Linked DNA regions of Sus scrofa: regions 2, 3, 4 and 5 are each linked to region 1. Evidence: chromatin contacts called from public Hi-C and HiChIP or PLAC-seq data. All regions are on one chromosome and are shown on one strand. Each heading gives the region's core, a stretch centred on a gene start, on an enhancer-like site or on the middle of the called end of the contact. The rest is flanking DNA. Distances are from core to core; before and after follow the strand shown.

The links. A called contact is a pair of places that touch in the nucleus more often than the background predicts. HiChIP or PLAC-seq counts read pairs in DNA pulled down with a chosen protein or histone mark.
Region 2: a Hi-C map of liver shows a contact between it and region 1, with 2.3 times the contacts expected there. The contact joins the promoter of ITIH4 here to the promoter of SFMBT1 in region 1. A contact is called at or near these places in 1 of 5 promoter capture datasets (fetal liver), 4 of 47 Hi-C or Micro-C datasets (embryonic fibroblasts, heart right ventricle, liver and 1 more) and 1 of 2 datasets of contacts at active chromatin or transcription factors (alveolar macrophages).
Region 3: an H3K27ac HiChIP or PLAC-seq map of alveolar macrophages shows a contact between it and region 1. The contact joins the enhancer-like site here to the promoter of SFMBT1 in region 1. A contact is called at or near these places in 2 of 5 promoter capture datasets (fetal liver and liver), 12 of 47 Hi-C or Micro-C datasets (brain, embryonic fibroblasts, heart right ventricle and 7 more) and 2 of 2 datasets of contacts at active chromatin or transcription factors (alveolar macrophages and skeletal muscle).
Region 4: a contact with region 1 is called in an H3K27ac HiChIP or PLAC-seq map of alveolar macrophages. The contact joins the enhancer-like site here to the promoter of SFMBT1 in region 1. A contact is called at or near these places in 2 of 5 promoter capture datasets (fetal skeletal muscle and liver), 5 of 47 Hi-C or Micro-C datasets (alveolar macrophages, embryonic fibroblasts, liver and 1 more) and 1 of 2 datasets of contacts at active chromatin or transcription factors (alveolar macrophages).
Region 5: a Hi-C map of liver shows a contact between it and region 1, with 2.7 times the contacts expected there. The contact joins the promoter of LOC100153598 here to the promoter of SFMBT1 in region 1. A contact is called at or near these places in 3 of 5 promoter capture datasets (fetal liver and liver), 11 of 47 Hi-C or Micro-C datasets (alveolar macrophages, brain, embryonic fibroblasts and 5 more) and 2 of 2 datasets of contacts at active chromatin or transcription factors (alveolar macrophages and skeletal muscle).

Annotation. Positions count from the first base shown.
Region 1 is chr13:35,177,652-35,184,004 of Sscrofa11.1, reverse strand. It overlaps SFMBT1 (scm-like with four MBT domains protein 1), which reads left to right and starts at 2,931. Exons shown (of 22, transcript XM_021068955.1): 1 at 2,931-3,445.
Region 2 is chr13:34,940,349-34,946,701 of Sscrofa11.1, reverse strand. ITIH4 (inter-alpha-trypsin inhibitor heavy chain family, member 4) reads left to right here and starts at 2,833. Exons shown (of 27, transcript NM_001001537.1): 1 at 2,833-2,928; 2 at 4,138-4,298. The coding sequence starts at 2,839. LOC100153598 (store-operated calcium entry regulator STIMATE) reads left to right here. Exons shown (of 10, transcript XM_021068951.1): 10 at 139-442. The coding sequence ends at 245.
Region 3 is chr13:34,958,025-34,964,377 of Sscrofa11.1, reverse strand. LOC100153598 (store-operated calcium entry regulator STIMATE) reads left to right here. Exons shown (of 10, transcript XM_021068951.1): 4 at 2,693-2,814. Among named protein-coding and RNA genes, the nearest start is that of ITIH4, 17 kb to the right of the region's middle. Within about 2 kb of position 2,962, at least 7 of the 83 cell types and tissues checked have an H3K27ac peak or open chromatin away from gene starts, as enhancers often do. A contact at or near this core is called in alveolar macrophages, fetal liver and skeletal muscle, where this site is marked.
Region 4 is chr13:34,986,842-34,993,194 of Sscrofa11.1, reverse strand. All of the region lies in intron 1 of LOC100153598 (store-operated calcium entry regulator STIMATE), which reads left to right. Among named protein-coding and RNA genes, the nearest start is that of ITIH4, 46 kb to the right of the region's middle. Within about 2 kb of position 2,319, at least 8 of the 83 cell types and tissues checked have an H3K27ac peak or open chromatin away from gene starts, as enhancers often do. A contact at or near this core is called in alveolar macrophages, liver and skeletal muscle, where this site is marked.
Region 5 is chr13:35,014,343-35,020,695 of Sscrofa11.1, reverse strand. LOC100153598 (store-operated calcium entry regulator STIMATE) reads left to right here and starts at 2,886. Exons shown (of 10, transcript XM_021068951.1): 1 at 2,886-3,177. The coding sequence starts at 3,018. It overlaps SFMBT1 (scm-like with four MBT domains protein 1), which reads left to right. Exons shown (of 22, transcript XM_021068955.1): 22 at 1-69.

The DNA.
Region 1 (6,353 bases), core at 1,682-4,181:
TGTTTGTGGGTTATATGAGAGTGGCAGAATCTCCCAAGATGACCAACACATACAGACACAAATTATAAACACCAATTGTGAAGGAAACAATTGGAAAAGAGAGAGAATCTGTTTAGAGTAGACAGGGAAGGCTTCTCCAAGGAGACCTTAAACAGATACTGGAACAATGAGATGGTACCAATTATATGAAGGTTGATGTAGGAGGTGGGATGGAGAGTATGCCAGGTGGTGGGACAGCATGTGCATGAGTCCTGAGATGGAAAGGACCTTGGCATACTTATAGTATGGAAAGGAGACAGGTACAGTTAAGCTGCAACAAGGTGAGTGGTGCATGGTGTTTGTAGGGTGGTCAGGGCCAGTATCACCCACAAGCCAAAGTAGATCTTTTGATTCTTTCAAAGTGCAATGGGAAGCCCTGGGAGGCTTTAAGGCAGGGGTGTGCCATAACCAGAAATCAGTTTTCTCTGTGCTTCTCTGCAGCTGCCTCTTCTGTGATTAACAGCTGCCCAAATTTCTAAGCAGCAGAGAAGTTGAGGAGCTAGCACGCCTGGCTTGTGGTCTAGCTCTGCCTCTCACTGAGTGACCTGGATACTCCCAGTTTGCTCTTTGTCCATAGAGAATGTCATGACTTACCCTGGGGGATATTGCAAGGGGTAAAGAAGATGTCCTGCATGTGCACACATGCCTACACCCACACAGGGCCCTGCATAAGGCAGACTCTTAAATGGTAGTTTTCAACTGTTTCAACTTGTGGCTCTGCTCTTCCTCTTCCTTAGAGGTCATGAAAGTGAGCAGTGGAGAGAGGCTGGAGTTAATGAGGGAGCTTGCTTCTGTGTCAGTTTTTAAATATTTGAATAGATGGAAAGATATAGCACATGTCCTGGTTGGGAAAATGAACTATTATAGAATAGTTGATCTGTTTAAATTAATTCATAGGTTTAATGTAACTCCATGCAAAATCCCATTTTCTTTGGAACTAAAAATATCAGTGACAACACAACATTGTAAATCAACTATACTTTAATAAAATAAATTTTTAAAAATATCAGCAACAACAGCTGACATTTACTGAGTATACACTATGTGCCAAGCTTTGAGCTTGTGAGGCAAGTGTTACTCTAATCCCCATTTTATAGACAAAGACCCTAAGGCCTAGAAGGGATACGCATTTCCAAGGTTATTGGGCTGGTGAGTACTGAATCTGGATGATCCCATCTCCAGCATTCTTAATGCCTGTACGATTATCCTAGAATGTATATGGACTTAAACTGGTCTGAATATCAAGTGATATTCTGAATAAAATAAAAATCCATTAGGGGAATATCTAGACCTACCAGATGTGAGAACCTATTTTAAAGAACTAATATTTAGATCCACATGGTATTTGTTCAAACCAAAATCTGTGAAAGGAAATGGAAAATTCAGAAATAGACCAACCAAAATCAAAAGTCTAGCATAAAAGATTTTAATAAGCAAAGGATAAGGAAAGAATTATTTAATAAATGGCGACTCCATAAGCAAAAAAAAAAAAAAAATTGGTGATGGCGGTAGTTAGTTAAATCCATATTTGATACCACATGGCAAAATAAACTTATCATGGATAATTGCCAAATAATTAAATATAAAATTAAATTGTGCAAGAGTTTCTGCTGTAGTGCAATGGGATTGGTGGCATCTTGGGAGCCCTAGGACACAGGTTCAATCCCAGGGCTGGCACAGTGGGTTAAGGATCCAGTGTTGCTGCAGCTGTGGCTTAGGTTGCAACTGGGGCTTGGATCTGATCCTTGGCCCTGGAACTCCAAATGCCAGGAGTGGTCAAAAAAGACTAAGTAAATAAATAAAATTGTAGAAAATCAGTGGAAAAATACACTATCAGATGGGTGGAAGAAAGCTCGCTTCATCAGCATTGGAGCAATTAAAAAAATCACAAGAGACTAGCATGACAGATTGAATAAAACAAAAAAAGAACAATGGACTGTCACTTTGGATCACTGACAACATAGGAACAATATAACATAAAAAAATGCTTATTCGAAGTTAGAAGAGGTTCAAGTCCCCAAAAGATGAATAGACATGAACAGATCATTTATAGAAGGGAAATACAGATAGTAAATGCAGGGATAAACATTTACTGAGAAATACTGAAGTAACCTTGAACTACCAACAGACACTGCTAAAATAGGGGAGAAAAAAGATGGTACCCAAGGCTTAGAAATGTGTATTAAACTCTTTACACTTGTTCCTGGGAGGTGGAGAATGAGTAGGGCAGCAGCTCTTTGGTAAGTCCTCTGGCACTGTGGGGCAAGCCCACCTCGCCCTTCCTTGCTTAGCCTTTCATCTGGGTATTTAACTGCCAGGAATCTATCCCAAAGGCAGAACTAAGGGATGTGTTAGTAAACAATTGTAAGGAACCAAAATAGGCAATGGTAGGAGACTGACTGAATGGATGAAGATATCTGCACACATTAAAAATGCATCATGTGAACAAAAGAAAAATGTTAGTGATGGTAGCAAACACAAAAGACAATGTGTGGTTGCTACTATGTAAAGACGTGTAGGTGGGTGGAAGGTTTAATGTGTGAAAAGTTTCATGTATTATGGATACTACTTTACTCTTTTTGCATTTTTCTTCCTCCCTGGCTGTCATATTGTCTTTTCAGGGGCAGTTAAAATATCCAGCCAGCAGCGTGCCTGTGAGCAACTCTGTAAAGTGGGGTATTATTTCCCAGCGCAGACTTGAACCGCATTTGGCACCCCTGAATTCCTTGCGGTGGGGATGACTCCTCCACCTTGAAAGGCAGCAGTGATCAGCGCCCATCGGAGCCCTCCTCTCAGGACCGGGAGTCCGAGCACTCCCAGGTCTCCGAGGCTCGGGCACTTCCTTCTCTCTTCCAGAGCAGGTGGGGACGGGCGAGTGTCCCACCAGCACCTGTGTTCGGTGGGTAAGGGGCGAACGAGCTCGGAGAAGTAAACCGCAAGTGGGCACCTCGGGTTGCGGGGCCGGTTCATAGTCACTAAGGAGCTACTGTCTCGACCCCGGGGCCCTGCTCTCCCGCCCGATTTAGACAGCCGTCTCTTGCCACCTCGCCAGGGCCCCGAGCGGCAGGAAAACTCGGATTTACAGGGCGCCTCCTGCGGAAGCCTAGAAATACCGGGTGCGCCGCGGGGCTCCGGTCTGACTTCGCAGTCAGGGGGCAGTTAGGTGCCCTCCCAGGTCTCAAGGGTGCGCCAGATCCCGGACGTGGGCCAGGCGGGCGGACGCAGCCTTCTCCCGCGGCGACACGCGCCTAACTGGGCTCAGGCCGCCGCTCGGTGCGTTCCTGCGCTAATGCCATCTTGCCAGAGGCTGTCACGTGCGGACGACAGCATCGCGCTTCGCCCCGGCCCGAACGCCAAAACCGACATCGGGACGCCACCTGGTTCCCGGGGTTCCATCCAACCCGAGGTGAGGTGAGGGGGCCCTTCCCTCGTGGGTCCGAGCAGGGGCAGCGTGGGCGCTGGGTCCTGGGAGGCGCGTTTCTCCGTCGGGGCCCCAACGCGCCGGGCTGTAGCGCCGTCGGGGGCGGGAGGCGCCACCGCGTGCCCTGTGCCACGGCCCAGGGGGTGTCCAGGGCAAGTTGTGGGCTGGAGCATGCCGGGCGGCGGCGGCGGGTGGCTCTGGACCCCCAGGACTTAAGTCTGCAGTCGCCTCGCCTCCGGCACAGGTCCCGCGGGGCGGGCAGACGCGCGGGAGGGCTTGGAGAGGCCGGGCCGGGGGGCGCCACACGCGCGGCGCGAGGGGCGCCGGCTGCCGGGAGGAGCGCGGATGGTGGGGGGGGCGCGGGCGCATGCGCCCTGCGCCCGTGCCATATTGGAATGAGTCGGAGTGCGGAGCGCCGCGGCCGCCGCCTCCGCCGGAGCGCGGGTGGAGGGGGGCGGGGAGAGCTGCCTGCCGCCCCGCTCCGCGGAGCCCAGCAGGAAGGAGGGCGCGAGCGGGCGAGCGCAGGCGGCGCGAACGGAAAAAGCGTCCGCGCGGGCGAACGAAAAGAAGGAAAGAAAGAAAGAAAACGAGCGCGAGAGGGGAAAAGCGAGCTATTGAGAGAGCGAGCGCGCGAAAACTCCCGGCAGGTAAAAAAGCGGGGCTGCCGGCTGGGCCTTCCCGCGCGGCGGCCTGAAGGGGCGGCGGCGGCGCGGGGACTGGGGACTGCCTGCTGGCCCCTTCTAGGCGGCCGCGCAACTTTGCCAACGAAAATCCGCCGGGAGCCGGCGGCCGGCGGGCGCGCGGGCTGAGGCGCCAACGGGCGGCGGCGGCACGTTGGGGGCGGGGGCGGGGCGGGGGGAGCGCGACGCCCGCGCGCGGCCTGGCGCGCCCCCGAGGCCCCGCGCGCTGGCCGGCCGGGAGGCAGGAGCGCGCCTGGGCGCCTCGCCGCGGTAGCGAGACGCGGCCGGCCGTCTCAAGCCGGCAGCAGGGCGCACGGCAGCCCCCGGGCGTGAAAGGAAAGTGGCCAGTCGGCCGCACCGGGGGCGCCCAAGTTCCCTGGCGCGCTGGGCCCGCCGCGCGCCCCTCCCCGCGCGTCCCACGCTCCCGCCCGCCGAGCCCCCGCGGACCCGCCCCCCGGGCTCGCTCCGGGGCCGGGACGCGAACCCGCAGCAGGACTCGGGGGCGCGCCGCCCGCGCAGCGGTCCGAACTTCACAGGGCCAAGGCGGCCACGGCGCAGAGGTGAAGCGTCTAGCGGCCGCCGCAACCGGTTGCTTCGGCCAGCGTGGTGGAGTGCGCCGGGCCTCCCCTGCGCGGCGCGAGCTGGCCGTGGGCTCGCCAGGAACCCGCCCCCGGCCCCAGCTGGACCTGCCGCTCCGGAGGTCCGTGACCGTTTCGATTTCTGTCCTTAAAGTCTGGTTTTGGACCTTGAAGGAAGCTGTAGAGAGGCGAGCAGAGTGTTCTGAAAAGCCAGGCCTGCTTTGTGGGAAGTAGAAACGCCTTGTGAGAACAGAGATAAATTCCCGCGGAAAGGATGCAATGTTAAGTTTTTCACAAGATGTCAGCTGCTCCCTGGGGTCTGAAACTGAGCCGTAAAGCACAGGTCACCTGCACCGTCTTCTTATGCGTTGGGAGTGGTGTAGCACACCCTTATCAGGGACAGGTTTTTTAATTTAGTGGGGGTTTTTCCCAGCGGGTTACTCAAAGCCATGCGGGTGGACCGCAGCGAGCGAGGTTTCCTGAGTCCTACTTAGAAGTAATATAGTCTTGAGAGCCAAGAAACATCAAAGAGATTTGAAGGGAAATAAGATGAATTTTATCAATCCCTGCTTGTACTTTCTCCTCTGGAACCACATTTTTAAGATGTCACACTTTATTGCCTTGCAAGTAAAATGCCTGAAAATGTAGTTGTTCATTGGTCTACTGTCTTGAGAAGAGCAGAAAATGAGTGTCTTCTTGTGTACGTTTTGGGGCCTTTTGGCCTGGTTTTTTGAGGGGTATGTTGAATCTTTCTAGGCCACAGGTAGATTTCAGAGTTGAGATTTGTTTATAATGTCAGAGAACTAACGGCCTGGTGGAAACGGGAGTGGCCCAAGATCAGGAAACAGTTCTGTAACTACTGTTGTCATTGACTAGCTGCCTTATCTCAGGTATGGAGTATGTTTCTTCCCCTTTATAGATTTGATTTTTCTTATTGCACAATTGGAGGATGAATAGGTCATCATTCTGCATGCTTTCAGTTCTAAAATTTGGTGACTGTTTAAAGTTAAAATTTAAAAAATCTTGGTCTATACTTTGAAAGATTCTGCATAAAAGTGCTCACAATGTGCATCTTTATTAAAATACATTTGAAAAAATATTTTGGAAACTCTAGAGTGATTTTTATGTAATTTACTATTTGGAAAGATAGTTCAAATGTATTTAAGTATTTTTTGAGATACATATATTTATATATGGATATATATTGATTGATTTACTAAGGTCTAACAGTTCTTATGGTTTTTTACTATCTAGAATAACTAAAAATTCTGACCTGGGAATTTTTAGTCAGAAGATGACTTTTTAGTTGAGGCAGTGCTTTGCAGGTTTGGATGTGTGGTTGTTGGCATGGTGGTGGACATGGGCCTGGTATTAATTTGTTATTTCCCATTTTTTTGAATACAGGTATATTAGCAGACAGTAGGTTTGAAGGATGAATCATGAACTTTCCCAACAAATCAAATTTAGGGTGTCAGTAGATGAATCAGTTCCTTAAAGCTTAGAAGTTGCTGAGAAAATTAAATGAAAATTGATATTTAAAAAATTCAGTGAAGTAAAAAATGTGGGCATAATGCTTTAATAACATTTTTTTTGTTGTTGTTGTTTTTTTGTTTTTTTGTTTTTTTGCCATTTCTT
Region 2 (6,353 bases), core at 1,584-4,083, 240 kb after region 1:
GGGGGGGGGTCACTCGGGTCCTCACATTCTAAGAGTCCAGAGCTCCTGGGCTCAGGGGGGTGCTCCCCACACAAGGGGCTTCCCTCCCTCGGAAGCCAGGCTGACCCTGATCACACCTCCTCCCCATCCTTACCGCAGAGCAAGCCGGTTCTGCTGCCCCGTCGGTGTTCAGCCGTGCTCGGACTGGCACAGAGACCGTCTTCGAGAAGCCCAAAGCTGGACCCGCCAAGAGTGTCTTTGGCTGAGAAGTGCACACTACCCTCCTCACCACCAGCAACACAGGAACCTTTCCCAAGAATTCTTTTTTATGCCAAGATATACCTTCTCACCTGCCACCTTTGGGACTGCCACCCCTCCCCCACAGCCCTTGCCCTTCAGCCCAGGGACTCTGCACCAGCACCTGCGAAGCACCAATAAAGAGGATGCCCAAGGGGCCCCAGCGTTTGGAGGGTGTTGGTCACTGGCCCTGGTCACTAAATGCAGGGGAGGGAAGGGCAGGTGGCTATGAGGCATGTTCTGAACTGTTCAAAACTTTTGGAAGGGTCTCAGAGGAATGCACGTGCTCTTAGGGCCACTGCCACACACAAGAAAGAGCTTTGGACATGGAGCCCTGGTGCTGACCTGCGTAGCCTCAGATCATCTCCCCTCCCTTTTTGAGCCTCATTAACCCTTGTATGTGACAGGAGAGACTATTATGTAAAACGGGCCATAGTCACACTGCTCAGAGTGAAGCAGGCGGGGTCTGGGGCTCACCTTCCCCCCACCCCTGTCTTCCACAGAAACCACTGAGGTGCCTCCAGGGACCCCCAGGCTCAGGATCCTCAAAGCCCCCTCCCCTTGTTTATATCGCCTCCCTGCCAGCTTGCCCCCACTTCAAAGACAAAGCCAGGTCGAGGCACCTCTCTGGCCAGTGGCAGTCGCTTCCTGAGCTACCATCACCGCTCCCAAACTGGGGGCGAGGCCCCACCTTGCCACTCCCACAGCTCTGTGTGAGCCACATGAGCACCAGGTTCTCCCCGGCGCTTCAAGATTCTTTCCACTTCATGCCTCAGTGTCTCTGTGTGTGGAGCTGTCAGATTCAGGGGACTGCAGAGGCCTGCCCGGCTGGGACAGCAAGACCATGGACGGTCCAGGGCTGGAGTGGCAGTGACTGGCTAGGGGCCGATGCCTGCAGTGACGTCCTGCCAGTCCCCTGGGCAGGTGGGACGGGCTGCATGGAGGCTTTCCCACGTTCTTGGCCAGCCCGGCCTCCTTATTTAGCTATTTTCAGGCCAGGCCTGTGCTCTCTGCCCCAAGGGAGCAGACCTGTGGGGACAGGGCCCAGGCCTGCTCACTAGGCTCCTCAGGGTTGGGGGCGGCTCTTTCCCCAGATTGCTGTAGGAGTACGTCTTCCCGTTTAATCCCAGCCATATCCAGAGCCAAAGGGCGGGCAGTACAGGTGCTCACAGAGATGAGGCTTTTGGCTGTCGTCATGCTAAGGAAGGGGAATGTTCACTTGCAACCACAGACACAGCTCTGAGGTCTATGATGCCCTTCCCTAGAGGCGTGTGCTGCTGGCATTGACCGAGGCAGGGCTAGAAGGGAAGCCGCCTTCCTGACCCTTGCAAGTAAAGTCACTGCCCCAAGACCCCGAGTAGGCCCTGAAGATGGCGCCCTCCCCTAGCTCCCCTAGTGCCACTGAGCCCTCTTCCCTGACCCAGGATTTGGCACCTGGCCACTTTGCTGAAGCATCTTTATCCCATCTTTGGCCATGGACTCAGGAGCCAAGCTTTCAAAGCCACAAGGACATAAGCACTAGCTGCGTCCAGAACCCCTAATATTTATTCACTTTATTATTTGTTAGGAAAGCAGCCTTTCAACTTTATTAAAGGAAAACTGAAAAAAGTCATTGGTAGTCCTACCCCAGACCCTCTAGCCACCCTCTCGTGGGTCTGGGCTCACAACAGCGGCACCACCTTGGCATGGATCGGCCTTCTACCCGTTCTCAAGCTGTGACTCACGGACTCCCTTGGCGTGACTGACCTCCACGTAGGCCGCCTAAGCATACATACCCCCCACCCCCAAGTCACCCCTTTCAAGAGCTCTGTGCTTTCTGTTCTGTGCTTCTGTTTCAGGAAATTCCTTGGATCGAGTGAGACCTCGGGGCCGCAAAGTGTGGGCCTCTTTATGGCTTTCACTTTGTATTGCGAACCACATGTTTAGGAGGCCTTGCTGGAGTTGCACAAAGAGTCCTGGCTAGAATAGTGGGGCCCCAACAGAGAGAAGGGAGGCCCTTTGGCTCAGCCCCTCTCGCTCCAGAAGTAAGGCATATAGCCATCCTGCTTTGGCCCCAGCAGAGCGTGCCCCACTCGGGCACCCCAAGGACTGCTGGGTGCCTTTGGGGCCCCACTGCCCAGTCACTCTGACCTGGCCTCTGGCCCCTGCCTCCTGGAAGCCACCCTCTGGCCCTCCTCTGCCTGGCTATCCCTCTGCTTCACCCATTCTGGGCTTAAAGAGAGCTGGCCAGTTCACTGCGTGTCCCCCAGCCCTGGGAGGCTTAGTGGAATGACTGGTATGAGGGGTGGTAGTGGCCTGAGAAGGTTCTGGACCTTTCAGGTGGGGCGCCAATACCCACTGCCACCTGAAGCCTGCCCCTCCTCAGTACATGTTCCCGTCCCCAGTCAAGGTCCACAGGATGTTCATAGTTTGCCTGCTTATCTGAGCCGCTGGGGTTTTTGGCGTGCAGATCCCAATTTCCCAGAACCTGCCCCCACAGGGGCGGGGCAGCAGGCAAGTTACTAATTCATTCCACGCTTCTTCTTAAGTTCAGAAGCCAGCCTGACAGGCAGAGGAGCCAAAATGAAGACCCTCTCCCCTACTGGTGCCTACGGCCTTCTGCTGGTCCTGCCCTTGCTGCTGGCTGTCCTTCAGAGCACCACGGCCCACAAGGTAGAGGGCGTCCATAGGCGCCTCTGTGTGTGCACCCGAGTGTGAGTGGGGCCAGCTTGTGTGTGGGTGAAGGGGAGGAGAGCCTCAGTGTGTGCAAGTGTGTAAGTGCAAATGAGCACAAGTCATTGTGTGTGTACAGAGAAGTGATGCTGCCCATCCGCCAGGCAGCATTCTTAGGACTCTCACTATGAAGAGTCCTGCATTTACTTGAAGCGGTGATCCTGTTATTTCCAGTTCAAGGGCAGGAGGTGCAGTCTAGCGAGTTGCCCTGGAGGGGAGAGGTGGATAGGAATGGGCCTCAGGCTTCTCTCTTAGCTCTCTGGCTGTGTGACCTCATGGAAGTTATTGATGCTTTCTCTGCTTCCATTTCCTCATTGAGAACAAGTTGATCATAGAGCTGGTCCAAGGTTTGTGGCAAAGGTGGACCTTCTAGTGCTATAAAGTGCTGAGTACAGCGCCTGGCACAGAGCAGATACTCACATGTCAACAAGCCAGTGGGCCACCACGCACCTCGGTGCTAAGCACAAGCGTGCCGTATGCAGCCAGGCAGGAGCTGTGTAGACTCTGCCTGTGTGCACTTGCTCTTCCTTGGAGACCGCAGACCTCAGGTGAAGCACACAGGCCTGGGGAGTGCCTTGTGGGGAGGGACAGAACATCAGGGAGGCCCTGTGGCTGTGGGGGGAATGGCGGCAGTGTAGAAGATGCCCAGCCCTAGAGATGGACCCTACTTATCTCCAATTCTCCCAGCTCCTGCAGGTTCCTGGGGGGAGGCTGGCAGGAGCTCTTTTCCCCAAAGGACTTGTTCACTGCATTTTCACTGGGCAAAGCTAAGATGGCATGGAAGCTCCTTGATCAGGCAGGGCCCTCTGCTGCTCACCTCTGCCCCAGGGATAAGTGAGTCCCTCCCAGATACGCTGGTGCTCAGACTCCACTCCCCACCCCTTACCTGCTTGTTCTCCAAAGGGCACAAAGGCCCCCACTGAACAAGACAGATGGGCCCTTGCCCCGTGGCCCTGTCAGGTGGGGAAGGAAGCACACATCTGCCTCTGATTTGAGACCAAGGTTCACATTTGAAATACTTCATGGGATTTGGCCTGAGACCTGATCAGTGGCTAGGTTGGGGGCCAGGGCTTGGTCTGGGACTAAGGATGAGACCCACTCTTGAAGAGCAGTTGGAACAATCAAACCATTCCTCCTTCACTGGTCCAGAATGACATCAACATCTACAGTCTCACCGTGGACTCCAAGGTCTCGTCCCGATTTGCCCACACAGTCGTTACCAGCCGAGTGGTCAACAAGGGCAGTGCTGTGCAGGAGGCCACCTTCCAGATGGAGCTGCCCAAGAAGGCTTTCATCACCAACTTCTCCATGTAGGTGCCCTCCTGCCCTCCTCCTTGGCCCCTCTCCCCTGTGATGCCATGGCCCCTGTGCCCCATCAAGAAGAGAGTCCCTTCTTCTGATGTGAGGTGTGCCAGAATCTATGCCTGAGGTGGATGTGCCCCACCTGTAGGCAATACAGGGACCACAGGCTTAAGCCAGGAACGTCTTGCATTGTCAGAGATGCCCCCACCCCGCCCCTGCTGCATCCCTCCTGCCATCCATCTCTCCTTCTCTTCATCCATCCATTATCCCTCAGGCTGCTTGGGTGGCAGGTGGAGAATCATGGCATCTTTGTGTCTTCACCTTTGAGAAGTACAGACTTGGGGCCTCCTGAGGCCAAGACTAGGTAGGAGGGAGTCACCAAAAGGCAGATTCCAGCTCAGAATACAGAACATTTCCTAGCCCTTGGGCTGCCCTGCAACGAAGCACTGCCTCAAGGAGAGAGGGACCACCTTCTTGTCACAGAAGTTCTATGGCAGACTGGTCCTCCACCCTCAACTGGGATACCACTGAGGTGGGTCTGTTCTGGGTCAGAGGCTGCACTGGGAGTTCCCTGGAGTTTGCCTGGACCCTGTGATACTCACCACGTCCTCTACTGTCCTCCCACCCCCTTCCCAACTCAGTTTTGCAATATTTGCTAAATGCAAGAGAACTCTGTCTGTCCCTGGCCCCACAGGAGAGGCTGTGGTTGAGAAAGGCGGATGTCGGAAACTCAGGGAGGGTGATGGGTGATGAGGCAGAGAGCAAGTGTTTCAGGAGGAGGCCCCAGCACACCCTGAGACTTTTGGAAACCTGTGGTGGGGGCAAGGTCCCTGTGGTTGGCTCTTTCTTATCTCTCTACCCACCCCACCCCCAAACAGCCCTGCTTTTCCTAACCCTGGAGCCAGATCTACACTGCCCAACTTGCAGCATGGGCTTTGCAGGCTGCCCCCTGCCTCCCGTGTAGGTGCCATGACTGGCAAGCTTCTATCCTGTCACATCTGAGGGCCCAGGACTTGCACTCCTTTCTGAGCCCCGCTCCTATTGCTGCATGAAAGGGAAGCAGGGGGCAGGGGACCCCAACTGGGCATTTACGAGGAGGAGCCCTATGGCCCAGCACCAGCTCCATCCCTAGTCCAGAGTTAAATTGTGACCAGGACGGTGGGGAGGAGGGACACTTGATCCTAACGCCCTGGCTGCCCTCTCCCAGCAACCCCTGTACACTCTCACCCTTTCACAGCAGTCCCAGGTGGAGCAGGCTTATGTTTGCCTCCATGAGGAGCTTCTGGGGGATTCATTTTCCTTCCAGAAGAACAGCCCAGTCAGTTCTCTCTCAGTCTCCCCCAAAATGGCCACCAGGATTATGTCCTCACCCCAAGGGACCAAGTTGTCCAAAACCTCCTTTTCCAGAAGCCAACTTCTCTCCAGAGTGGCCTGACCAGTGTTGGTGGGAAAAAGGGGAAGCTGCAGAGGAGGGGGGGCAGAGGCTTTGAGCCCGTGTCTCCACTGGCTTGGGAGCCAGTATCTCTTCCCTCCTCAGCCTTCCCTGCACAGCTGGACCCAGGGCTGTGGGAAATGGGTCTCAAAGCTTTCGCTGCTGGCTGGCCAGTCTGGGCACAGTCTGTGGCATGAAAGGGGTAGTTGGAAGGTGGGACCAGACAGGAAGGGAGAAGAGAGGCTGGGGCCTAGCTCAGCCCTGCTTTCTCTGCAGTCTTGGTCCTGGTTGTTCAGTAAAAGTCCTGTTTACTGACACAGTGCATGTCCCAGGATAGATGGAGGCCTGCAGAGCCCCCATCTGCACGAGGGCCCCACGCAGAGTCGTATCCACAGTAGCTGCAGAATAAATGGGTGGGCTCAGGTAAAGTTAGGAGTCACTGTGTCAATAGGCACACAAAATGGAGTTCTCTCGTGATGTAGCAGGTTAAGGATCTGGCATTGTCACTGCCAGCTTGCATCAATGATGTGGCATGGGTTTGATCCCTGGCCTGGGAACTTCCACATGCCACAGAATCTACTCAAGAGTTTTAATAACTACCTGTATGGGGAGTTTCCGTCATGGCTCAGTG
Region 3 (6,353 bases), core at 1,713-4,212, 220 kb after region 1:
CCTCTGTCTGGAATGTCTTCCAGCCCTGCCCTGTTGTGCCTCTGAGGGACAGCAGGGCAGAGGGCTGGTAATCCCTTTCTAAGAGGTGCAGTGTGTAATTAGAACCATTTGGACTGAAAGGTTGCTTTAAGCTTCTCTCATTGAGTAAGATTTAGTCCTGGACCAGATTCAGAAGGAAGTTGTAAAGTCTCCCTCTTTGGGGTCTTACCTTAAGACCTGGATGGGTTGTGGTCTGTGTGTTTGTAGTCCCAAATCAGGGGACCAGAAGGGCGATCCTCCCATAGGGAAGTTGGTTAGGAAAGGGCCTTGTCCTTCCAACCCTCGAGCCCAGCAGCAAGCTTGTGTCACCCCCTTGTGAATCATCTTGGTTAGCTGAGAGCCAGCTCCTCATCCTGCTGGCACTGGGCGAGCTCGGGGACTCCATCCCCTGGTGCTGCCTTGACCACACCACTCTCCCTTGAACCTCCATTGGCCTCTGCAAAACGATGATCCAGCTTTAAGGGGGACATTGATAAGCTAGATCACAGCTGGGATGGAATAGGGGCTGCTGAGAGATCTCGAGTGCTCAGCCAGTGGAGAAAAGGCCCAAATGGGGTAGATGTGGTGAAAAGAGCTCTTGACTGAGGATCCAGGCTGCGGGAAGGTGATATAACTTCTCCAAGCCTCCGTTTCCTCATCCCGATCCCCAGGATCACTGTGAAGGATTCATGAGATGATGGGTATATGCAGCATTGGAAGCCCCAGGAACACTTATCATCAAACATGTTAATAGCTCAGTCAGAGGATATTGTTAAAACCAGAGCTCCAGCAGTCAGTTGAAGAGCCGTTGCGGGGAGACTAGGCGGGCAGAGCAGGGCCTTGCCCCACACAGTGGAGAGGTCCTGGCCTGTGGAGGAGCGACTGCTGCAGTGGGATCCATTCCAGCCCCACCACCTTGCCGTGCCCCGTGACTGGTTATAGATTGGAGAGGTCTTAGGCTGGACCAGGGGCATCTTGGGAGTCTGCAGACCTGAGGGGAAGCCAGTCAGTTCAAGGAGAGGAGAAACTTGCAAAGGGATGTGGGAGTTGAGTTCTTTCCAATGGCTGCAGGAGGCCCCAGTGCTGGGGCTACTACTCTGGGTGGCTATTCAGCTTTTGTGGCATCTGGGCTGTGATTCTAACAGCACATTTGTGGAGTGCTTCCTCTATGGCAGGCATTGTTCACAGGTATTGACTTGTTTGATCGTCATGACAGCCCTGCAATATAGATACTTTAATTATCCTCATTTTATAGTTAGAGAACTGAGGCACAGAGAGATTATATAACTTAATCAGGTTCACACACCTAAAGAGTGACGGAGTTGAGATTTGAACCCAGCCAATCTGGCTCCAGGGCCCACAGGATACCTTGTTGTCTGCCAGTCTTGCCTGTGTTGAGTATAAAGTCTAGAGCTTTCTGTCTTTAATCCCAAGGCCAGGCATACAGTAGTAGGCTCAAATCAGTTTGGTGAGGGCATTGAATGAACTAATGCATATGTGTGTATCAGGAGCTCTTGATATTTTCAGGATGGGTCTCAGATACCAGAACCACTTGAAACCAGTGCAGTTTAAGCATCTGAGAGCAGCATTAGCCTAGAGCCAGAGCTCAGCTTGTGAACTTGCAGAAAGTGCCTGGGAACCAGTTGCTATGTTTTCTCTAGTATCTGGTCTAAGAGTGACCCCTTGTGCTTTTAAAGAGGAAGGGCACGCAGGAGGAAAATGCAACCCCTCCCTCTGGTTTTCTTGCCCCTCCAGGGCTGGCAGGACCACGAGTGTGCTCCCTCAGGTTTCAGAGTGCTATGCACGTCACTGGGGCCAGCCTTCGGGTGAGGGCTGTACGGCTGCATAAGATGTCTCAAGTCTCAGCAACTCAAAAGTGCCATGGCTGGTCTGTGGTATCTGATGCTTCTCTTGGGGTTGGGGGTGATGGTTTCCAAGCCATGTGGCCTCCCAGAGGGTTGGGAAGCTGGGGCCTTGGTTATTGCTGACCAGTGAGATCTGAGTACAGGGCCCTCAAGGGAGGACCAGTGGGCAAGGGGCTTTTCCTTGGTGAAGGAAGAAATGCGTGTCGGACAAATGGAAACAGACCCCACAAGACCAAGAGGTCAGGGTGGGCATGCTCTTCTGATCCTCCTCTCCTTCCTCCAGCACCTTGCCTTTTCCGAGTAGCACTTAAGCTCGCTCTTTGGAAATGCTTGCTCTTTCCTCCATAGCAGGCTCTGAAGCACAGGGATGAGCTCTGGTCTGGGAAACCCCAGGGGCCATTCCCCGGATGTTCTGGTGCTGCGCTGTCTTGGGGCCTTGGAAGGGCCAGACCATCTGGGAGGGAAGAGTTACTGAACAAATTTTTTTTTATTAATTCTGTTTTCCTGTCAGCCTCTTTGGCTGCTCCCAGGCACTCTGCTTTGTGTCAGTCTTTGTTTGGCAAGAACACTTGAGATCTTTCAAGTTTCTTGGTCCCTCGCAATGCTATGTCCTGGGGAGGGAGGCTTTCCTAGGCTCCTGGAAGTGAGCACTTCAGCTTCCTGCACTTGCACCCTTAAGGCTCCTGCCTCCCAGAACAGGGTGGCGCAAAGTGCTGGGTCCCCAGCCTTGACCTTGTCCCTGCAAGCACACAGAACCCAGTTCCCTAGATGGTGCTTCCTGACCATGCCACTGTGCCCTCTCCTCACAGGTACCTCATCAACTTCCTCCTGGACGCCACTGTGGGCATGTTGCTCATATACGTGGGTGTGCGTGCTGTTAGCGTCCTGGTGGAGTGGCAGCAGTGGGAGTCCCTACGTTTTGGCGAATATGGTAACGTACCATTGACACAGAATGGGGTGTGAAGGGTGCCCACCTCACTAGAGGCATGGGGGCGGCTCTCAGTTTGGAAGGTGTTTGGTAGGGAGCTACCTCTCTTTCCACTGCATGTCTGCTTGTCTTATCTCTGGGCCATTCCACTCCTGGAGTTCAAAGATCAGGACTGGAGGGCCCATCCCCCCACCCTGGGGCCCAAGTCATTTGCTGTCTCCAGACCGTGGGCTGGCTGCCCACCGAGCATCTGGCATGTATGGTCACCAGGGGCACCAGGTGCATCCTTACTCACTGAGACAAGGTTTAAAACAGGTGACCCCTGGATGCTGGCACAGCTTTGACCCACTTCATCTCGTCAGTCCCCATGGGATACAGTGTGTAGAAAGCTGCCTTCGTGCTGGCTCCAAGCACAAATGCAATGCCTTTTGCTTTGTACCCCTAGGCAAACAGCTAGATGTGGCCTCAGCAGGGCTGCTGGTGAGAGGAGCTTATTTGGGCCTTACTGCCCTCTGGGGATTTCCCCCTCTCGCACCTTCACAGCAGGCCCTGCTGTCTGGAGCCAGGGGCTCCTGTTCATGGGAACTTCATTGGTGGAGCCTTTGCCATGAAAAGAGCACATGAGACAAAAGGGAGGGAGTCTGGATCCCACTCTTATTTCTTGGTTATACCTCCCAAAGAGCTCACGGCTCTAGGCCCAATGGCTGAAGACTCGCAAGGGCCTGACATTTAAAAGGGGAGCTGGTTCATGGAATTGCCTGTGAGTACCTTAGTATTTCTAGAAATCTTAAGTAATCGTTTGTCTCCATTGATGGGAGATGACCTCAGGAGAGGGCTTTTCTTAGCCTTGTTACTTGATGCCTGATGAGTCACTGACTTAAGATAGTGTCCAGCACACAGTGTGTGCCCCTATGGCTCCAGGGAAGGCTATGGAGAAGTTCCAAGTCATTGACTGCTCAGCTTGGAGGATGGAAATGGACCTCAGCGCCCATGGACCAAAGCGTCATCATCTTCCTTTATAGGATAAGCACCCGAGGGGTGGAGTGATGCAGGAAGCTCACCCAAACAGCTTGGAGGGCCTCTGGCTGCTGCAGTGGGATACCCAAGCCTCCCACCATCTCCAGGAACAGTGCTCATAGCTTCCTCTTGGCTATTAAGATCCTTTCTGGAAGGCAGGGCTCTCGACTCAGCTATAGCTGAGCAGAACTACAGGAGAGCCACCCACAGCCAGTCACACTGCTCAGTGACCTGGGAGAGGAGATCACATCTGATCCTGATACAGTGGGCATTATGGTACCACCTATTCCCAGCATGTTTTTGTTTGCATCCCCAAGAGAGATCGAAAGGAAGAAGGTATCCTTGTTGTTTGAGCCTTTTGTTTCCGTGCCCACCTTTTCCAGATAAAGCTGCCCTCTATTGAGGACCCTTCTGAGTCCTTTTTCCCCAGGCTGAGGAAGGATAGGGGATGTCTTCAGTTAACTGGTTTGTATTTCTGTCAATTTCTGTTTTTTCTCTTGCTGCTGTAACAAATTGCCACAAAATTACTGGCTTAAAACAACACGAATTTGGAAGTTCCCATAGTGGCTCAGCGTGTTACAAACCCAACTAGTGTCCACAAGGATGTGGGTTCATTCCCTGGCCTTGTTCAGTGGATTAAGGATCCAGCATTGCCATGAGCTGTGGTGTAGGTTGCAGATGCAACTCAGATCCCACGTTGCTGTGGCTAGTGGCTGTAGCTCTGATTGGACCACAAGCCTAAAAACTTCCATGTGCCACAGGTGCGGCCCTAAACCCCCCCACCCCCAAATTTATTATCTTAGAGTCTGTAGTTTAGAAGTCTGACATGGGGCTCGTGGACTAAATCTTGGTGTCGGCAGGACTGGTTCGTTCTGGAGCCTAAGGGAAGAACCTGTTTCCTTGCTTTTTCCCGATGCTGGAGGCTGCCTACATTCCTTGGCTGGTGGCCCCTTCCTCCATTTTCAGAGCCAGCAGTAGCCTGTTGAGTTTCTGTCACATGTATCACTGACCTTCCCCACCTCCTTCCACTGTCCAGTGCCCTTGTGGTTACATCGGGCCCACCTGGGTAGGCCAGGATGCTCTCCCTTTCTTAGAGCCTTCTGATTAGCAACCTTGATCCACTTGCAGCCTTCACTCCCCTCTACCACTCTCCATAGTGCCAGGCTCTGGGGATGAGGGTGTAGACATTATTCTACCCACCACCCCTGTTAACTGACCCGTCCACTTGAGGTGGTAGTTCCTGGTAGGCCCCACAGCTGTCAGGTGAGTGAAGAAGAGGGGCTTGTTTTCTAGGAGCTTCCATGGTCCTTAGAAGAGAAGGTGAACTTGCGAACAACAACATGGGATATGGGGACAGGCCACACAGCCCTGAGGGGCAGGACAGGTTCAGGCTGTCCATGGTGTCTACACTCTGGGGACCAGACTGCTCTTCCCCATGTGGAAGCCTTGAAAACAAAGTTTCTGTCTTTTGGGCACCAGTAGTGTGTGGGCTTTGGTCCCTTCCTCATGATAGACCCTGAGGAGATACTCCAACAAAAACAAAGACCCATGGGAACTTCCACTGTGGCATAGTGGGTTAAGAATATGACTAGAGCAGCTCAGGTCACTTTGGAGGCAAGGGTTCGATCCCTGGGCCAGGGTAGTAGGTTAAATGATCTGGCTTTGCTGTGGTGTAGATCACAGATACAGCCTGGATTCAGGCTCTGTCCAGAACCTTCCCTATGCCGCAGGTGCAGCCATAAGAACAAAACAAAACAAAAAACAACACCCATGTACCTGAGGGTGTCCAGCGTGGCGGGGCATACGAGAATTCTTGGCTTGTTTGTCCTGAAAAGATGAGGTCATGGGGACCATCAGAGAGACCCTCGCATGAAACAGGTCGGAAAAACCAGTGCACGTGCCCTCATTGCCACCATGGCTGCATGGTCTGGATTTGTTGGAGGAAAGGGTGTGTGTGAGTGGGTTCACACATGAGTTTTTTCACTGCATTTTTAAACCTAATTATGCAAGCATCTAAATGAAAAAAGAAGCCACTAAGTTGTGGCTCTGAAACTCAGAACAATGAAACTCAGAGAGGTGACATGAGGCCCAATGGAAGGAAAAACCATTTTCTTCTGTCAGCTTGAAATTTAAAACATAGGGCATATGGAGTGAGGACACTCTGAGCAAGTAGATTTTCTTTTGATCTTAAATGTGTTGCCCCTCATTCTGTTGACTTTTAAACACACTAGTCCAGTTCATAGATCTGTCCTGCTAGTGCTTCTGACTGTCCCCCATCTCAGAAACAGTTTTCAAAAAGTATTTTGGTCTGTCGTTTTTGAGAACTTCTCTCAATAACATCAGGTAGTTTGCCAAAAGAATTGTAAAACTCCCTTAAAATCTAGCTAGAAGAGATTGTGCTTCTGAAATGACTTTTTGGCTCAAATGTGCCTTCGTCCCAGAAATGAAAGTAAATAGTACACCATAGAAGAGGCAGTGATGTTTTGCTGTGTGCTTTCTTTGCACTTCTCCCGAGGTTTTCCAGA
Region 4 (6,353 bases), core at 1,070-3,569, 190 kb after region 1:
TGGATGCTAGTCAGATTTGTTTCCAGTGAACCACGACGGGAACTCATTTTTTTTTTTTTTTTTTAATAGCCACACCTTCAGCACATGGAAGTTCCTGGGCTAGGAATCAAATCAGAGCTACAGTTGGGGCCTACGCCACAGCCATATCAACACAGGATCCAAGCCGTATCTGAAGCCTACACCACAGCTTGTGGCAATCACCAGATTCTTAACCCACTGAATGAGGCCAGGGGCCAAACCCACATCCTCACAGACACTATGTCAGATTCTTAACCCACTACGCCACAATGGGAACTGTGGGAAGCACATCTTAGTTCACATGTCTGAACGAAAGTCCGAGAGCCATCCAGGAGAAATGTTGGGGACTCTCCCAAGCCAGAGAGCCAATGTGAGTAACAGCTAAGTTGGGAGATGCCAGACCATGGGGACCTTGTTTGCCAACTTAAAAAGTTAGAATTATGTTCCCCAAGGAAGAGGAAGTGGGGTGGACTCTGAAAGGTTTTTAAGCAAGGCATGGTATGCTTAGCACACTCAGCTGCACTGTGAGGGGGCATTTAAGGGAAGTGGACCAGAGTCCAGAGAACTTGTTGAGTGAAAGAGATGGGCCCTGACCTCAGGGAGCCTCCTAGGCCCTCTCTACCTTGGGGTACCAGCCTTACCAGAACTAGCATTGTCTTGGATTAGACTTTTTCAAGATGGCACAGGGGAGATGAGGGCTTTGGAATCAGGAAGATGTTAGAGGCACATGTCGATTGTGCCACTTTTGACCTTTGGCAGATCCTCTGACATTATCTGTAAAATGAGGATGATACCTTTCACGGTTGTTGTGTAGAATAAAATTCCTGGATTGAGTGCTAGATGGAAGGATGGTATTTGGGAGGCAGCCTCACTGCTTACTTGTTGCTGCTGTTTTTCTTCCCATGTTGACCCTATTAAGTAGACAACTGAGGACACTTAGGTCCAGAATAATTAAGTGACTTGCTTAAAATAATAAAACTATTAATTAAAGCATGGACTAGATTTTAAGCTACTCCCAGCTGGACTGCCTTTATTAGTTCATTGCCGTAAGAATTACCTGGCTTGGGACTTGCTGTCATGATTCAGCGGTAACGAACCTGACTAGGATCCATGAGAATGCAGGTTCAATCCCTGGCCTCCATCAGTGGGTTAAAGGATCCCGAGTTGCCATGAGCTGTGGTGAAGCTCGGATCCTGCCGTCTAGGCCAGCAGCTGTAGCTCCCATTTGACCCCTAGCCTGGGAACTTCCATATGCCGAAAGTGCAGCCCTAAAAAGCAAAAAATAAAAGAAGAATCACCTGGCTCTTCATTTCTTCCTTCCTTCCTTCCTTTATTGGCCACCCCACAGCATATGGAGTTACCAGGCCAGGGATCAGATCGGAGCCACAGTCATGACCTAAGCCACACTTGGGCAATGCTGGATCCTTAACGCACTGCACTGGGCCAGGGAGCAAACCTGCGTCCTAGTGCTCTGAAGACACTGCCAGTCAGTTTTTCACCATAGCAGGAATTCCTGGCTCTTCATTTCTCTTTGAAAATTGGCCCAGCCTAGGTTTAAAACTGTCCTAGACCGGAAGGCCGTATCCTAGACCAGTTGCAGGGAAGGCTGTGAACAGAGTTGGCAGGCTCCTGAAGGGAGACTGCCTTAGTAAGGAAGATGGGGGCCCGTGGGTTTGGGGAGGCAGCCAGCAGGCCACCTCGGTATCTCCCTGAAACTTCCCAAATTGACTTGAAGACACTGAGTACCTCTGGGGTTTTCACACCACTAGGGGGCATTAGGGAGGTTTGGAATGGGGCTTGGCTGTTGGGATGATCATTTACAATTTACAGAAAGTGCAAAAACACTTGTTTTCCTCCTTGACTGCTGGTTCAAGGTGGATCAGTCAAGGTGGATTTACTTACCCCTCAGGAGTTGCTGTCCTTTGGGGATTGGAGTCAGGGGTTCATAAAACCAGTGAGGTGTAGTTTGAGGTGACTGGCCCAGCCGGTGCCAGTTAGAGGCCTATCAGGTGACTCAGATTTCATCCCAGCTTCACTGCTAATAAGTACTTGGTGATCCTGAAAGAATTCACCTCTACCCCCCACCATTTTCCTCACCCTTTACACTGAGGGAGTTGGCCCCTCAAAGACCCTTCTGGCTCTGACTCAGAATCCAAACTGCACAGCTTATGAACTAATCTCCAGCGGGCACAGGTGGGGGTTGCTTGCTGCTTGGCTTGCTGTGGATCTGGGGATGGAGCTGCTTGCCCTTGCCCTAGTAGACAGCCTGTTAGCCTGTACAGGAAGGCTGTGTTTCATGAGGCACTGGTGCATAGTACAGCTTGAGAAATGAGGCCATCAGGGGTGTGTCCAGGTCAGCAGCCTTCACTAGGCAGAAGCCTCCAGAACTAAAGGGTTTTTTTCTTGCTGCAAGTCATTGGAAGGGGAGTATTTTCCCCCAGGGATGAACTAGAAAGCATGAGTTCATGGTTGCTGGAGCTCACCCACCCCAGGAGGCGGGGGTAGAAACCTGCTCACATCCCAGGGTCCCTGATCTTACACAGGGACCTACGGTCCAACAAGGAGCCTGTGACGCTGATTTCCGCAGCCTGCCAGGCAGCAGCATCCAGGGTGTCTTCTGTTGTATCATTTTCTGAAATGCCAGGCGCTAAAGTGACTGCTGTGTGGTCTGTGATCACCTTCCAGCTTCAAGATTACACTTTAGTTGTAAGAATATGAACATTCCTCATGTTTTATTTTGTAATTGAATTGTGTCTGTGGCTTTTCATGGCAAAGAGAAGCTCTCTGCCAAGAAGCCTGCTGGAGTCACAAGCCTCCTCCTGTGCTATACCTGCAGCAGGGGGGTTTGGGAAATGCTGTCAGATAAAGAGGTGTAAAGGGGACTGCTACCTCCTATAACCACGTCCATAGAAGCTCAGTTTATCCGTCATCATTCAGCCTCAAGCCCTTCTTTGTCTTCACCCATCAGTCAGGAGCCTCTTACTGTCCCTAATGTGCCTCTAACTCTGCTTCTCTCAGGCTATGCCCAACATGGACCATACGGCTCTCAAATTATGTGGTTTAATTCCAAAACAGTTATGCTTTTTTCTCATTTTTTAAAGTTTTATTGAAGTATAGTTGATTTACAATGTTGTGAAAATTTCTGCTCTACAACAAAATGATTCAGTTATACACATAAACATATCTGTTCCTATTCAGATTCTTTTCACGTATAGGTTATCCCAGAACATTGGGTAGAGTTCCCGTGCTATATGACAGGTCCCCGTTGACCATCCATCCCATAAACAATAGTGCACACATGCCAATCCCAAATCCTCAATGTGCCCCCCCCACCTGTTCACTTTGGTAACAGTAAGTTTGTTTTCAAAGTCTGTGAGTCTGATTCTGTTTTGTAAATAAGTTCATTTATAACCTTTTTAAAATTAGATTCCATATGTAAGTGATATCAAATGATGTTTGTCTTTCTCTGATTTCATTTAGTATGATAATCTCTAGGTCCATCTGTGTTGCTGCAAATGGCATTATTTTGTTCTTTTTTATGGCTATGTAGTAGTCTAGTGTATAAATATGTACCGCATCTTCTTTTTCCAGTCCTCTGATGGACATATACGTTGCTTGCATGTCTTGGCTATTGCAAATAGTGTTGTAATGAACATGGGTGCATGTATCATTTTGAATTATGTTTTTTTCTGGATATATGCCCAGGAGTGGGATTGCTAGATCATAGGGTAGTTCTATTTTTAGTTTTTGAGAAACCTCCATGTTGTTTTTCCAGAGGTTGTACCAGTTTACATTACCACCAACCACGCAGAAGGTTTCCCTTTTCTCTGCACCCTCTCCAACATTTATTATTTGTAGATTTTTGGTAATGGCCACTCTGACTGTGTGAGGTGATATCTCATTTTAGTTTTAATTTGAATTTCCCTGATAATTAGCAGTGTTGATATCTTTTCATGTGCTTTTTGGCCATCTGTATGCCTTCTTTGAAGAAATATCTGTTTAGGTCTTCTGCCCATTTTTTTATTTTTTTTGGGGGGGAGGATATTGAACTGCTTGAGTTGTTTGTGTATTTTTGGATATTATTCCTTGCCGGTTGCTTCATTTACAAATATTTTCCCCCATTATGTGGGTTGCCTTTTCATGTTGTTTATGGTTTCCTTTGTTGTGCAAAAGCTTTTGAGTTTAATTAGGTCCCATTTGTTTATTTTTGTTTTTCTTTTTTAAAAAATTTTTGAATTATAGTTGACTTATAATGTTCTGTCAATTTCTGCTATACAGCAAAGTGACTCAGTTGTGTGTGTGTGTGTATGTGTATACACATACATTCTTTTTTTCACATTATCCTCCATCTTGTGCTGTCTTGTGATCAGCTATAGTTCCTTGGAATGTACAGCAGAATTTCATTGCTTTTTCATTCCAAATGTAATAGTTTGCATCTCTAACCCCCTCCCCTGTTCTCCATGTCCGTGAGTTTGTCTCTTTTCAGTAAATAGATTCATTTGTGCCATATATTCAAGTCCAGATACAAGTAATATCATATGGTATTTGTCTTCTCCTTCCAACTTACTTCACTTAGTATGTGAGTCTCTAGTTCCATCCACGTTGCCGCAAATGGCATTATTTTATTCTTTTTTATGGCTGAGTAGTATTCCATTGTGTATATGTACCACATCTTCTTAATCCATTCATCTGTGGGTGGACATTTAGTTTGTTGCCATGTCTTGGCTATTGTGAATAGTGCTGCAGTGAATATATGGGTGCATGTATCATTTTCATTGTAGGCTTTGTCTGGATATATGCCCAGGAATGGGATTGCTGGGTCATATGGTAGTTCTATATTTAGTTTTCTGATGAACCTTCATACTGTTTTCCATAGTGGTTGTACCAGTTTACATTCCCACCAACAGTGTAGCAGGGTTCCCTTTTCTCCACACCCTCTTCAGCATTTGTTATTTGTAGACTTGCTAATGATAGCCATTCTGACCAGTGTGAGGTGGTACCTCATTGTAGAGATTTGCATTCCTCTAATAATTAGTGATGTTGAGCATTTTTTCACATGCCTGTTGGCCATCTTTTTGTCTTCTTTGGAGAAAAATCTATTTAGGTCTTCTGCCCATTTTTCAATTGGGTTGTTTGTTTTTTCACTGTTGTATGAGTTGTTTGTATATTTTGGAGTTTAAGCCCTGTCCGTTGCGTCATTTGCAACTATTTTCTCCCATTGCACTTTTTTGTCTTTTTTATTTTATGATTTCCTTTGCTGTGCAAAAGCTTGTAATTTTGATGAGGTCCAATTGGTTTGTTTTTGTTTTTATTTCTATAGCTTCAGGAGACTGACCTAAGCAAACATTTGTACAATTGATGTCAGAATTTTTGCCTCCATTCTCTTCTGGGAGTTTTATGGTGTTTTGTCTTATGTTTAAGTCTTTAAACTATTTTGAGTTTATTTTTGTGTATGGTGTGAGGGTGTGTTCTAGTTTTATTGATGTACATGCAGCTATCCAGTTTTGCCAGCATCACTTGATGAAGAGACTGTCTTATTCCCATTTTATGTTCTTGCCTCCTTTGTCACGGATTAACTGACCATAGGTGTCTGGGTTTATTTCTGGGTTCTCTATTCTATTCCATTGGTCTGTATGCCTGTTTCTATACCAACACCACACTGTCTTTATTACTGTAGCTTTGTAATATTGTTTGAAGTCTGGGAGAGTTATGCCTCCTGCTTGCTTTTGTCCCTCAGGATTACTTTGGAAATTCTGGGTCTTTTATCATTCCATATACATTTTTGGATGTTTTGTTCTAGTTCTATGAAAAATGTCATGGGTAATTTGATAGGGATCACATTGAATCTGTAGATTGCTTTGGGTAGTATGGCCATTTTTACAATATTAATCCTTCCAACCCAGGAGCATGGAATATCTTTCCATTTCTTTGAATCCTCTTTAATTTCTTTGATTAGTGTTTTATAATTCTCAGCATGTAAGTCTTTCATCTCCTTGGTCAGGTTTATTCCTAGGTATTTAATTTTCGGGTGTGTAATTTTAAAAGGTATTTTAGAGATGGAATTAAGATGGTGAAGTAGAAGGATTGGAGCTCACCTTCTGTCATAAAAGGAACAAAGTTAAAACCAGTTGCTGAACAAACTTCAACCAAATAGACTGCAGACTATCAAAAAAGCTGTCCTACTCCAGAAGACAAAGTCAAAGAGGAGGCCATATCAAGACAGTAGGAGGGGAGATTATGCAATATAAGCAACCACATTCCCACTGGGTGGGCATCCCACAGACTGGAAAGTAACTGTATCACCGAGACTTACCTACGGGAGTGAGACTTCTGAG
Region 5 (6,353 bases), core at 1,637-4,136, 160 kb after region 1:
TATTAAATAATTCCCATCAAGTTTGATGGTATAACTTCAAGGGATTAAAAAATGACTATTTTGAATGAATATTTTGTGTGGGTTTTTTTTGGTTTGTAAATGAGAGTATGTATAAACTTGTGTCCTATTACGACAGTTTTAAGTGGTTGTGAGAAAATTAAAACAGGTCTTAAGCTATATTTAACTTTCTTTGACAGCAAGAAAGGCATCTTGACCACAGTAACCTTCAAAACTGTTTCTAGTCAGACCTCAGAGAGTCATCTCTGAAGGGAGGAGAAAGTTCCTTCCTGCTTCAATAAAATGAACCTTTCCAGAATTCTTCCCACTCTCCTGCTATCTGATCCTTTCCCCTCTGAATTTAGGTACTTTTTTTTTTTTTTTTGGCCACGCCCACACCATAGCAGTGACCCAAGCCACAGCAGTGACAACACTGGATCCTTAACCTGCCGAGCCACCAGGGAACTCCTGGACTTTGGTACTTTTTAATTGTGGTTCAGGAAAGATAGGAAGAGCAGAATTTCTCACAGCAAGCTTGTTCCCAGCATTGGGGATTCTACCCCTGATCTCTGAAGACTACTGCTTGTTCCTTTACATTTGCCTTGGCACAGCAGCAACAGGCCTTAGGATTCCAACACATCTGGATGTGCAGAGTACTGCTTTGTGAAAAACTTCATTTTTCAGCTCTGTGTGCAATTTTCCTTGAGCTGTGTCTTCAAGCAATTAATAATCTTATGCCCAGCTATAATTTCTTCTGCTTTGAGTACACATCCTTTTGTTTGGTTCTCGCTGAACTGGACTGTAACTGTTGAGCATACCTGTAAGGGATCTTCTTAGACTTAAAGACAGTAATGCAATTTTCCCTTAACCTATTATTTTCTTAACCTTATTTTCTGTATTTTCCCATGGTCAGTACTTGTGGAGAGTTTTAAATTTTATAAATTAAAAGTCAGTTTAATTTAAAAAGCATTTTGTTGAATGCTTTTTGTACCAGGTACTATGTTGGATTTAAGGGTCAGTAAAATTCAGTTTCTGCCCTCAGGAGGCTCTCATTCAGCTGAGAGAGAGGTGTGTACCTAGTTTAGCAGTGTGAAAAGTTCTAGTGGGTCAGCTCACACAAAGTAATGTGAATGTACAACAGGGAGAGGAAGATCAGGCAGGACTTGAAGCATGAGTGGCAGTTCATAGAGTAAGGAAAAGGGAACAGTATTCCATTCAACTAGAATGCATGTGAAGGTACAAAAAAATGTGGAAGTGCATTGTAAGAGAAAGCTGGAGAGTTGGCTGTAGGGAGCCAGTAGCATTTTTCCTCTGAAAAATCAAGTTAATATTCCCATTAACTGGAGTTCCCCTCCTGGTTCAGTGGTTAACGAATCCGACTAGGAACCATGAGGTTGCAGTTTCGATCCCTGGCCTTGCTCAGTGGGTTAAGGATCAGGCGTCACCATGAGCTGTGTTATAGGTCGCAGATGCAGCTCTCGGATCCCTCCTTGCTGTGGCTGTGGCGTAGGCCAGCAGCTACAGCTTCGATTAGAGCCCTAGCCTGGGAACCTCCAGATGCCGTGGGAGTGGCCCTAGAAAAGGCAAAAAGACAAAAAAAAAAAAAAAAAAAAAAAAAATTCCTATTAACCAAGAAGGCTTTTGGATAGCATTTAACCCTTTTATGTAATTGTAATTTCTTTCTTTTTTTCTTTTTTTTTTTTTTTTTTAGGGCTGCACCCATGGCATATGGAGATTCCCAGGCTAGGGGTTTAATCGGAGCTGTAGCTGCCAGCCACAGTAACGCGGGATACCAGCCACGTCTACGACCTACACCTGAGCTCACAGCAACGCTAGATCCTTAACCCACTGAGCAAGGCCAGGGGTCGAACCCACAACTTCCTGGTTGTCGGATTCGTTTCTGCTGTGCCACAGCAGGAACTCTTGTAATTGGAATTTCTTGTGGCTATCTTTAGGGAAAATTTCCCTCGATACAGTGTTTAATGTTCAACAAATGTACCACAATGTCTACTGGAATAATACTAACCATACACTGGTATTAAGTCGATCAGCAGGAAGATCAGGCACTGGAGAGCACCAACAAGAGGTGTGGGAGCAAAGACAGAGAGGGCTGAGAGGGTAGGTAAAGTGGAGAGGGATTAGAGGCCCTGGAAGAGGCAGAGTGCAGGTTCCAAGAAGTCAGAGTTAGGTAGGTGTAAGTAAATATATGCGTGTGTGGAGGGAGGCTCTGGAGAAAAAGTCCAGCAACTTGGTTTTCTTTTGTGAATCACGTTCAAAATGAACAAGAAGGGGATATGTTCACATGCATGTATAAAGGCAACTGGATTAAAATTTAAATAGTTTAAATTACGGGTTTTTTTGGGGGGGGAGTCGACTTGGGGCTTGGTTAATCAATCTAAGATGAGCCTTTGGCCAGGGTATTGATCCCAGCAAAGACGCCAAACGTCTAGGCTGAAAGGAATATATTTGTGTGCATAGTCAGATTGTTTACTCAATGACCTGCTTCAGAATAATCCAGGCTATTTGCCGATAATGCAAATTATTGCCCGCGATCTCAGAATAACTGAATTGGAATCTGAGGGTGGAATCCAGGAGTATTTTTAAATAAATTCTTCAGGGAATGAGTTTATCTTGGAGGAGAAAAAGTTTAGCCACAGATCTTCCCTGCTCCAACCCTCCCGACCTGGAACTCGGAGCCGGGGCGGGGCTCTCAACTGGGTTGTGGCAGCCCAGCTCACAGGGTTCCACCTGTGGTGGAGACCCGCGACCCCGCCCCCTCGCCGGCTGGATCCCCACCCCTGGGGGGGGGGGAGCTGAAGCAGCCAGAGCCCGCCCCAACGCTGGGCCTGGCCAATCAGACGCTGCGATCTCAGACGTCGGGTTACGCGCCGCGCCGAGTCCGCGGCGGGGCGTAGGTACCGGCTCCCAGCTTTGGAGTCTGGGTTGGGCGTCGCGGACCCCGCAGGCAGCGAGGCCGGGCGGGCGGGCTGCGGCGCCCTGCGCCCCTCGCCAGGGTCGCCATGCAGGGCCCTGCCGGGAACACGAGCCGCGCACTGCCAGGCGGGCCGCCCTCCACCGTCGCGTCCGGGGCGGGCCGCTGCGAGAGCGGCGCACTCATGCACAGTTTCGGCATTTTCCTGCAGGGGCTGCTCGGCGTCGTGGCCTTCAGCACGTTGTTGCGTGAGTCCGGGACCCCCGCCCCTCCTCAGACCCTGCGCCGCGAGCCGCGGGTTCAGCCCGGCCTCGGGGGCGTTCCTGCCTGAGGATTTCAGGCCTTGGGGTCCTGGGCCCTTGGTGGAGGTGCCCTCTTCCCGCGAGCCCAAGGCTGGGCATTCCCAGGCGAAGGGGAGCTCTTGCCCCCGACCCAGGTCCTGAGTCCCTCGCCTTATCGCAGCAGCCTCTAGCCAGAGGTGACCCCCTCAACCGTGTCAGTGCGAATTAAAGCTACTCCAATTTCCAGCCTGCGGCCATGACCCCCGGGTGGCATATTCCTTTCTGCCCCCTCTTATAGGTTCATCTTAGCCTCTCCTTCGCGCTTTGAATCCTCATCCCTAAATCTCCAGTCTGATAATGAGTCTTTTCCTTCACCTTCACTTCTCCAAGACTTAATCTCTCCGGTTTGCACCTGGTGGGCCCCTGGCTTGTTAGGCCCCCCGCAATCCGTTTCCAGAAGGGCTCTCGCCCCCTCCCGGCCCCTGTCACCGAGATTAATTTTCTGTTTCTGTCAGAGTAGGACTCACCCATACTGCCTTCTTCCCCACATCTCCTTTTTCCTCTCCTTTCCCTGAAGAGGCCCACCTGTTTCATATATGTCCCAAGCTTTGCTAATTAAGTTACATCTCAAGTCTCCCCTGGCTCTTCTCTCTCCCAATCCACCTTTATTTGCATTTCAAGTATCCTTCCTTTCCTAGAGACCTGGGCAACTTAGGAGCTTAATGGAGAAACAGATTCAGGGTCTGAGGAGGTCTTGGAATCCCTGTGCTAAGTCACCAGGGGACCTTCCTTCAGAGTTTCGTGAGGGGGAAGAAAGTCCCAGATTGCCTTTGGAAAACTAGAAGTTCCAGCATGTCATGTATGCCATGTGGTGAGGGATTATATTGTTTTCTTAATGCATATCCTTTATTAAAGTAACAAGAAGTCTAGTGCCCTTATGATTGCATTTTTGAGGAAGGAGGGGTCATAAATATTTACAGAAGCATTAATTCCAAAATGACTTGTTCTCAAAACTTCCCCACTGTGTTCACGTGGGCAGAGTGGGAAGTTCCTGCAGAAAGTATGCTCCTTGGCATCTGGGAAGGATTCTGGTGGTGTGTGCTTGTGTCATGTAGCGTCCAGTTGCCAGAGTTGCAGCTTTGCTTGTTTATGATGCAGGGTTTATTTGGGTGAATTCTCCCAGGCTTTAGATAACCCTGAAGAGACTGGGGTTTTTTGTTTGTTTGTTTTGTTTTTTGTCTTTTTAGAGCCACACCTGCAGCATATGGAGGTTCCCAGGCTAGGGGTTGAATCGGAGCTGCAGCCACTGGCCTACACAACAGCCCCAGGAGCACCAGATCCTTAACGCACTGAGCTAGGCCAGGGATCGAACCCACATCTTCATGGTTACTAGTTAACCACTGAGCCACGACAGGAACTCTTGAAGAGGCTCTTCTTCTTTTTTTTTTTTTTTTTTTTTTTGTCTTTTTGCCATTTCTTGGGCCGCTCCCGCGACATGTGGAGGTTCCCAGGCTAGGGGTCTAATCAGAGCTGTAGCTACCGGCCTACGCCAGAGCCACAGCAATGCGGGATCCGAGCCACATCTGCAATCTACACCACAGCTCATGGCAACGCCGGATCATTAACCCACTGAGCAAGGCCAGGGATCGAACCCGCAACCTCATGGTTCCTAGTCGGATTTGCTAACCACTGCACCACAATGGGAACTCCTGAAGAGGCTGTTCTTGAACACCACTTTTTTTTTTTCTGGTCGTCCGGCCTTCATAAGTCTTGCAGCAAGTCCCAGACTGTATATGTTTGCTACTCTTTCTCTGCTTTTCAGTCTCTACTTGTCTTGCTGTTTTCCCTGTTGAACAAATAGCCACTTGTTCCCACAGTAATAATTTCTGATGACTTAGCCAAAATCAGCTGTTGACTTGGGCACATGAATTGTATATATGTGCGTTTAAGACATTGTACGTGGGTCTGCACTCCCCTTTCCACTTCTTTCTGCTCCTGCTGGCCTTCCTTTCTCTCTGAAGGAACTCCAGGCTTAGGTTTTATGTTGTTCCCTAACCTAAGATTTCTTAGCAGAGCCCTGGCTGTTTTCATGGGATTAATTGATGCTGATGGTCCCACTTGTTCCCCCGGATTTGATACTTGCGACTCACAGAGGGAAATGTGATTATGACAGGGCAGAGTTGCTCAGAGCTGAGAAGTGTGCAGGGTTGAATGTGTTCAGAGTACCGGTGCTGGCCCTGCAGGTCTTGAGGGACACAGTCACTTATTTACTTAATCTTTAGTGAGCACAAGTGCAAATCCCACTGTAGTTGGTATTTTCTCTATACAAAGGTGGGACTAGGAAGCAGTGTCTCACTCAGTGTTAGGCTAGACATGGAGAGAGCTTGTGGTAATGGGTTCTGGGACAATGAAGAATAGGGGTGATGAGGGGAAGAGCTGGAAAGGCTAGAATGTGTCTTCCCTTGCCATAGGCATGGACATGAATCGAGAGCCCTATTCCCCCACCTACAAGCAGATGGCTGCCCAAAGAGAGTCTCACTGACTGGGACCAAGGGAAGGACCTTTCTTATCTCAGACTTGTTGCTTCTATTGAAGTAGAACTGTGGAGCTTTTCCATTTTGCAAGGCTGGGAAGGGGAGGAAATCTCTTAAGGAGTTTACATTTTGGAATGGACTTTGCTGGGAAAAAGGAAAGGGGGTGGAGCTGATCTCAAGGAAGTGCACCTGCAAGCTGCTCGGCAGTCTTCTTGGTGCAGCGGCCCATTCCTCGTTTTGCCATAGCTGCTGTCAGAAGTGGAGCCTCCCATGATAAGACTGCTCATCTTGCAGCCCTTCAGGGAGGTCTGGTTTGTTAAGATGAGGCCACTCCATCCTTTATCAATTCCATCATTGGTTTCTTCAAACATATTTTAAATACCAACCATCTCTCCAGAGCAGTTGAAACTAACAGTCCCTGTCCTCTTTGGAGTCACAGTTTTTCCCTCTGGGTGCTATTGTCCCACTGGGCAGTGGGCTCAGACACTTCTGAAACTTCCCCAGTTTGGGGAGGGTACTAATCTCTTCCTCTTAGACTAGCTCTATTCAATAAAGTGGTCTCTTCTCTGCCAGACAGGCTATCTGGTACTTTCATCACTTCACATTCTG